Linked DNA regions of Mus musculus: region 2 is linked to region 1. Evidence: chromatin contacts called from public HiChIP or PLAC-seq data. All regions are on one chromosome and are shown on one strand. The core of a region is the stretch at or near the end of the contact, and the rest is flanking DNA. Distances in the headings are between cores, read along the strand shown. Region 1 overlaps Bcas3 (breast carcinoma amplified sequence 3). Region 2 overlaps Bcas3 (breast carcinoma amplified sequence 3).

Region 1 (4,025 bases), core at 471-2,970:
TGGCATCTGACAATTGAAAGACACAAGAAATTGAAGAGGAACACATATTCATAAGCCATGGTTATTTCCTTTTCCAAAACTAGAGACTGGAATATTAAGAAGAAACATAATCCTGCTAATTAGCATTAATTTCCAAACAAACAGAATACATTCCAGAACAAATCAAAGGTTGAGCAAAATGTTCTCATAACAGTGAGCATGATTCTGGGATTCAAAATGCAACAGATACAAAGATAGACATAAACGTGGGCAGTTACTGGAGGGAGGGAGAGAGACAGGAGCATGAACCATGACAATAGGAGAAAGGTAGGGGGAGCTGAGGGGAGAGGGAGAGAGAGGGAGGGGTACACTAACCTGCCCACACTCAGGAAGATTTAAAGGGTTAGTTACAGACACCTGACGCCTTTAATCCCAGCACTCAAGAGGCAGAGACAAGGGGAACTCTGTGAGGCCTCATCTACAAAGTTACATAGAAAAACCAAAAACAGAAACAAAAAACAAAAACAAACAGACAAAGGTGTAGTTAACTGTCCACCCAAGCAGGAAGATCAACAGTGTGGCCTTCCATTGATTTCCCCAGTGACCCACAGAACATTATCTTTTAGCTGCATTAAAATATCACTGTAGGCCAGGTGTGGTGCTCACTCCTTTAATCCCAGCACTCGGGAGGCAGAGGCAGGCGGATTTCTGAGTTCGAGGCCAGCCTGGTCTACAAAGTGAGCTCCAGGACAGCCGGGGCTACGCAGAGAAGTCTTGTCTCGGGAAAAAAAAAATCACTGTAAGTATCAAAATACTGCTGATCTAAATACTGACAGGGCACACTGGATACTCTAATATTCACAGATATACTGCAAAGTAAAGAATTTGAAACTTTGTTTTGAAATTATCCACTCATTCCTCTATAACTCAAGACTTCTTCAAGTGTCAAACAAAACAAAAACAAAAACAAACAAAAATGGAACAAAATCTATCTGTTCCTAACATTTAGAGTTTTAAGTTTCCTGATTTATAAAACAGAAACATACTTCATCCCAAAAAGTGATGAGTAAACTTTAAAACAAACAAACGACCGAACGACAGACCGACCGACCCCCTTGATAATTTCCCAGGAAATTACACCATGTTCCTAGTGTCTCCAGTCATATACTCGCCCACCAGGCACAGTGACACCGAGTGAGCAGACCCTTGGTCAGTATCAGCACAGTGTGGCCTGGCTGCTTTAGTTGAAAGATATCCGGGCCAACAGCTACACAGAAAGGATGATGCCGGGCTGGGGACAGGGTGAGGACCTATGCTGGTATGTAGACCTAGCATGCATCTGACTCTCATTTGCCCACTCCTTGCCCAGTCTGGCAAACTGGAGCTCTGCTACACACATGTGAAAGATCTCCCGACTCCACAGGCACAGGGACTCACATCACTGCCGACTGAGGGTAGTGCCAGCTGCACTTTTAAAATGCTGCTGCTTAATCTTTCTTCAAGAGCAAAAGAATGAAAAAATGAAGTCACAAAGTCCGGGTCCATGATGCAGCTGTCTTCACCTGTGATTGTCCTCACACACCCGCCTCTGAAAGCCACAGCTGTGGTTCCCACTGAAGTGCAGGAAGGGAGGAGATCACAGAGTGAACTAGTGGGAGTGTTGGGTGGAATAAAGAAAGTCACAAGTCAGCTCAGAGCAGTAGAGACAGCTCTGAAGAATCTGCAGTCACTATCAGTTTTTCAGCCTTAACAATCTCATCACAGAAAACAGGCTCCATGTCATAACATGTTCCTGTGGGTCTGAATTCCAACCGACAAACCGAAAGGAAAAATAACTATTCAATGAATGAAAAACCCAGCAGTGGTTATTAGAGAAGTATAATCCTTTAGAAACTAATATAAAATTACCTATTAATTCTAACTCAGAGAATCTCACAAACGGTAATGAACAGTACTTTAAAGAGAGGCTGGAGGGGTTGTTCAGTGGTTAGAGAACTACTGTTCTTCCTGGGGACTTGGGTTCAGCACTCACAGCGGCTCGAAGCTGCCTATAACTCCAGTTCCAACAGATCTCATTTGAACATAATCCTCTATAACCTGGTTTCAGTGGTAAAAGGTAACTATTAAGATTTGATCAGTAATCAACGTGGCTTTCTATGTTTCCTAGGCTGGTTTCAAGTTTGTGATCCTTCTGTCTCAGCTTCCTGAGTTCTGAGACTACAGAGTGTACTACCAGCCTACCCAAGCCTGTCTGTCCCACTTCAGAGCTAAAGCAGCAACTGGAATTTACAAGATGAATCTATACACATACCCCATCGTGCTATTCTTTAGCTGATCAAGTTCTGTAATCAACTGAAAAAGCAGGGCTTACAATGATGTAATGATCAGCACACAGAGGTGAAGGGTAAACAGAAGGGAAAGGCTAGAAAACTCTAGCACGACACTTCAGTGACATGGTACTTAAAGCGTCTACTGCCTCTGTGTACCTTCTCTTAAGCAAATGATGTGACCAAATACTTCCTCTCTCAGTCCTGCAAATTAGCCCCAACATTTAATTTGTTCATTAATGGAATTTTAATTTCTCCCTAGCAGACAGGTCTATGGCATTGGTGGTTTTCAATCTGCAGATCTGTAAGACAAACTGAAGCCGAACCAGACAGCTGACTAATTTGAGACATATTTGGCATGCCAATTTAAATTACAAACTCAAGATGTAAAAGATTTTCATTAGAAAAAGATAGATAATGTTGAAGTTCTTCCATATGCAACAGAAGAGAGACTAGCATAGCATAAATAATGTCAAACTTCTGTCGACTGCTATGCCTGCTGACTTTCAATATGGTATATAGTAGACTTCTTTCAAATAAGGAATCCCCAGATTTACAGCAAAATGCAATAAACTATCGTATGGTTTAAGTACTCTACTTATTTGGCGCAAAAACTAGAAACTGAAACTATGGTAAATACATTACACATGTAGACAAAGCACACACACTCAAATGAACACACACTCTATTATTTTATATCGGGAACCAAACACACAGAGTTTAATTAAGCAACTAATGGCTACAGAAGAAAAAGATAGAGGTGGCAAATTTCCATAGCTATGATATCCAGGAGACTTTTGTCAGCTCTTCCATCCTTACTTCTCTGAACTTGGCTTGTAAGGTTCCAGGCTCAGATGCAAAGGTCAAGGTGAACTGAATTGAACTGAATCAAAATAAGGAATGGACTTTTTCATTTATTAGATGAAAATGTCATTTACTGTGAAAAGAAGAATTAATGATAAACCTGCCTTACAAATATCAACTTGAGATGTTCAAATAAATGCTATTAAGTGCTTCAATGTATGTGAGAACCACACACCTGTTTACTAAGCGTGGTTCACCAGTCAGGTTTACACGAGGCAATGAGATCAAGAGCCTACATCCACACACTGGCATTCTCGTCATATGAGAAAACTTGCTTAGGACATGGATAATAAGCCCAAGTGCAACACCAGAAGCCAAAGCTACCCAATACTCACTCTGTTTTACAAGGACAGGGCCCCAGGTTTCCAGACACTCACAGAGCAATGAGTACATGGGGGGTGGGGTTGGGGGGGGAGGCAAAACTGGATCATTAAGAATAAGTCATACTTCTGGTCACTTCCAACAGGGTCGAGCTAACTACAAGTAAGGAATAACTTCACTATCAATCTTTATGCCTTCATCCCTGAAAACTGTTCAACCTCATTCTAGCATCTTCTGTTCTCCTCCTGTGACCAAAGGATTTCCATATATCATGTTAGACATAAAGAAAATATATCTTAATTATTACTCAGCATTTAGATTTTTTCTCATTTGATACAACTGAAACAAATGACTGTGAAATGCTGCTCATATATTCTACCGCAAAAAAATCTAACCCCCAAACAACAATCCCTAATGCTGATTCCCATTTAATGGAGAACCTTCCTTCCTACCTACCTTCCTTCCTTCCTTCCTTCCTTCCTTCCTTCCTTCCTTCCTTCCTACCTTCCTACCTTCCTTCCTTCCTTCCTTCCC
Region 2 (3,534 bases), core at 420-2,919, 200 kb before region 1:
GCATTTGCTCTCACAATGGATCCTGTGTAAATGGTCCTATGGAGTACACACACAGTCACATGAGCACCCACACAGGCATGCAAGTGAGCACACATGCAAGCGCCTGCAAATCCCTTTAACTAAACCTGAACTTTGCATCCATTTCCAGCTATTTTAAGAGCAGCTACTTTAAGACTGGGCAGCCATCCTAGAGCCATGAAAGCTAGTGTGCAGCACAGCCTGCTATGAACGAAGAACCATGTGGATTCACTGTGGCAGGACTCTGCAGAAACAGCATCTCCAGACTGTATCTCAGAAGAAAGCGCTTCAACCTGTGAGTGAGTGGGTGGGAAATGCTGCAAAACAGGCTGGTTTCCCCACTTGGAAATCTGAACCACATTTTAAAGGTGTGAACCCCTTTTACAGTTGAAAATGCAGAAGGGAATCACATCATACCAGAACAACGCAAGAATCGGCTCAAAGAGGTTCATTAGATCTAAACACATTGTATTCATGTATGAAATACCAAATATTAAATAAAATAAAAACTGAAGAATAGAAATTCCCAGCCCCTCTCAAAGCTCACACTTTTTCCTTAGCTCATACTCTGGCAGCTATACAAATAGAGTAAATGTCTTCCTTCAATTGAGTACAACAACATTTGAAACTGACCCTTACTTTTAAAGCTTCACTGTGACTTTACATTTAATCTGCATTCGATTTTTCTCTCCTTTGAAACAGAATCTTCCTATGTAGCTCAGGCTGGTCTTGAACTTGGTCTCCTCTCTCAGCCTCCTGAGCTTACAGGCACCAATCACCACAACCAGACTCATTTATATTTTTACCGGCCTGCTGAAGCTTGCAAGCCCCTCACACAGCGGGAGCTCTGGCTACTAGTTATCTTACCACTGGCGGCCAGCAAAGGCTCTGCTGGCATAGCAGTTGTTAGTCAATCGTTTGTTGAATAAACAAAAGAAACTTTAAAAACAAAATGCTCTTGGCTAAAACAGGCAAGCTAACAAAATCCCTTGAACACTTTTTGTTCCTTAGACTCTGAAGGCTTTTAATGAGGAATCCTGCCCTCTTGAAATAATTCTGCTTAAGTAATTGCCATTTGACTGAAAGAGACAAATACAAGGAACCTTTAGACTCTGACTAGTAGAAAGTTAGAGGCGACCAATTCTCTGTGAGGCTTTGTTCATCCTAAGACCTCTCTGAAAGTATAGATTAAAATGCTGTAATTGGTGATTTAAGATGTTAGCTCACGTCAAGTTTATTTTTGCATTTAGTGCTAAGCATTTTAGTCAAACTGATTTGTTTTTCTGTTATGACATTTTAACAAACCCGTAAGCAGAGAGAATGGCGTAATGAAGGCCATGCACTCAGCATTAGCTTTACAAATTAGCAGCTCTCGCCACTCTGACTTCACCTATAGAAACTGGTTCCGACTTCAGCTCTGTGACAATCAGATTGCTGCCAGTGCTAGCCAATTAGCTTATAATTACTATGGACTTCTAGGTCTCAAGAAACCTCCCACTTGGAAGGTGGAAGTTTTGAGCCAAAATATGACATCTGACATGGTTGCAGCTGCTTGAAATATGTCTTCATTAAAGTCAGATGAAGGAGATAAGCCTAGCCTCAAACCAACACAGTCTGCATTTTTTCTTTTAAGTACAAAAGTAGAACTCTTTCCCTGACTGTACTCCCTCCTGAGCCCCCTCCTCTTCTCCTCTCCTCGCCCTTCCTAATTCTAAAACATTTAGCCACAAAAGTGTATTCCCAGACTTGCTCTTGCTCTCACTAATGTTCACGCCATTTTCCCAGGGCCTCAGCTCAGCCTTTGAAGAAGCTAGAAGGCAAGGACACAGGGTGACATAAACTCTCCAGCAAGTTGGTTCTAAGGAATGGACCTTTATACTTCTCTCTTGCTCTCTCTTTTATGGCTTAAGATGGTGCAAAAATGTTACTTATTCCCTAAACAGTTATTAGTCTCCGTAATGTAACATAACAGATACTTTCTAAATCCTTTTAGCCTTCTCCCCCTTACTGGAAAGATCATCTTTTATATATATATATATATATTTCAAAGTGGATTTAATAAAGAAAGGAGTGCTGTTAAAGTAATACGTGAGGCTTTGACATTAAGCAGTGCAACCCTGCGGAGTCGGCAAGAACAGGGCCTCTAATCTCCAGTGATTTATAGAGGCTCTTCCTTCATCTCTGTACTTGGGGAGGGCCAAAAAATTTAGAGACAGCCTGGCGTCCCTTGTACTCCACACCACTAACTCCTGCTGGCCAGTCTGCCTGCTAAAACTTTTAACCCTGGAGCTGCCGCTGTAGCTGAACACCCATTAAAGCCAGTTTATTTGCTGTCAGAAGACAGAGCGGTTTCGTGTTGCAGCGATGTACAGGGAGGTAAACATCCACGCTGGAGGTTGAGAAGTTACAAATAAAGAGCAGAAGGGAAGCTCAGAATCAAATGGGGGCTGGAGATGACCAGAAATCCTAGCCAGACTGAGAGGGGCTGGCCCGGCATGACCGCCCCACAATCTCAAGGAGCTAGCTGAGGCATGAGACACATCCTCTCCTCCACAGCATTTAGAAATATAACTCAAGGTCGAAGTTAAAGTTCCAAAATGACATTAGAGAGGCAAGAGAACACAGACAGTCAGAAACAACCTGTTCTACCATTGGGACTAAAGGGTGGGAAAATGGCAAGCTTGCCCTGTGTGGTTCATCTAGCAGGAGAGATGCTAGGAAGTGGAGAGGGGTGGCTTTAAATGTTTTGTTGGTTGGTAAATACCATGAGCGTGTTTCTTTCTCAATCTCACCCATATCTTTCAAGATCCTAATGTGGCCCAGGCCCTTTAATACCAAGGCACCACCAAACCTCCAGCAACCACCTGAGCATCACCAGGACCTGGTAGGTCACAGCACAGCACAAGGCCTGCTGTGAGGACTGGTATCCATAGTCCCCTCTACGAGCTCTGCATTAAAACTATCAGAGAAGCATCTTGATGAATGGGTTGATCCTATGTTGTGATTGCTGTCTGTGCACCTCATCTTCCCTCCCTCCTTTCATGGGTCTAACACAGGCTGGCCTTGCAGGTGTGCATGGGGCGCCTCTACAGTTAAATGAACACTCACACCTCCTTCCTAATCCACCAGGAAAGACAAACTTACCTTAGCAAGGTCTTAGCCTGAACAGCATCTCTTAAAAGATGACAGTGCTACTTCTGCCATTACGACCTGGGGTTTGAAGGAGATGCAGGCTGGCTTGAGGCTAGGGCAGTCTGTGGCAGAGATGGCCCTGGATCAAAGCTCTTGAACTTGATAACTTGGGCCTCACTGCTTAGTCTATTTCTGACAAGAAAAGACACTGAGTCCTTTTAAAGAGGCTTTCTGGAATCAAGTACACAGGTCAAGAAGACTAACAAAGATCAATATTGCCTTTAGGCCAGGCAGAAGGCAGGCTGAGGTCACAAAACTCAGAGCTGCAGCACCAAGGGCAAGCAGTGAAAGGCCCTCACAGCCTAGCCCAGGCCTCATCTGAAG

The links. HiChIP or PLAC-seq counts read pairs in DNA pulled down with a chosen protein or histone mark.
Region 2: a contact with region 1 is called in an H3K27ac HiChIP or PLAC-seq map of T-cell acute lymphoblastic leukemia, with 2.6 times the contacts expected there. The contact joins two enhancer-like sites. A contact is called at or near these places in 3 of 484 Hi-C or Micro-C datasets (the AML12 cell line, adipose-derived mesenchymal stem cells and colorectal tumor organoids) and 1 of 115 datasets of contacts at active chromatin or transcription factors (T-cell acute lymphoblastic leukemia).

The regions. Positions count from the first base shown.
Region 1 is chr11:85,539,181-85,543,205 of GRCm38.p6, reverse strand. The region is part of intron 16 of Bcas3 (breast carcinoma amplified sequence 3); the gene reads right to left. Among named protein-coding and RNA genes, the nearest start is that of Bcas3os1, 180 kb to the left of the region's middle. Within about 2 kb of position 1,720, at least 13 of the 459 cell types and tissues checked have an H3K27ac peak or open chromatin away from gene starts, as enhancers often do. A contact at or near this core is called in T-cell acute lymphoblastic leukemia, where this site is marked.
Region 2 is chr11:85,736,121-85,739,654 of GRCm38.p6, reverse strand. All of the region lies in intron 22 of Bcas3 (breast carcinoma amplified sequence 3), which reads right to left. Among named protein-coding and RNA genes, the nearest start is that of Bcas3os1, 18 kb to the right of the region's middle. Within about 2 kb of position 1,669, at least 16 of the 459 cell types and tissues checked have an H3K27ac peak or open chromatin away from gene starts, as enhancers often do. A contact at or near this core is called in T-cell acute lymphoblastic leukemia, where this site is marked.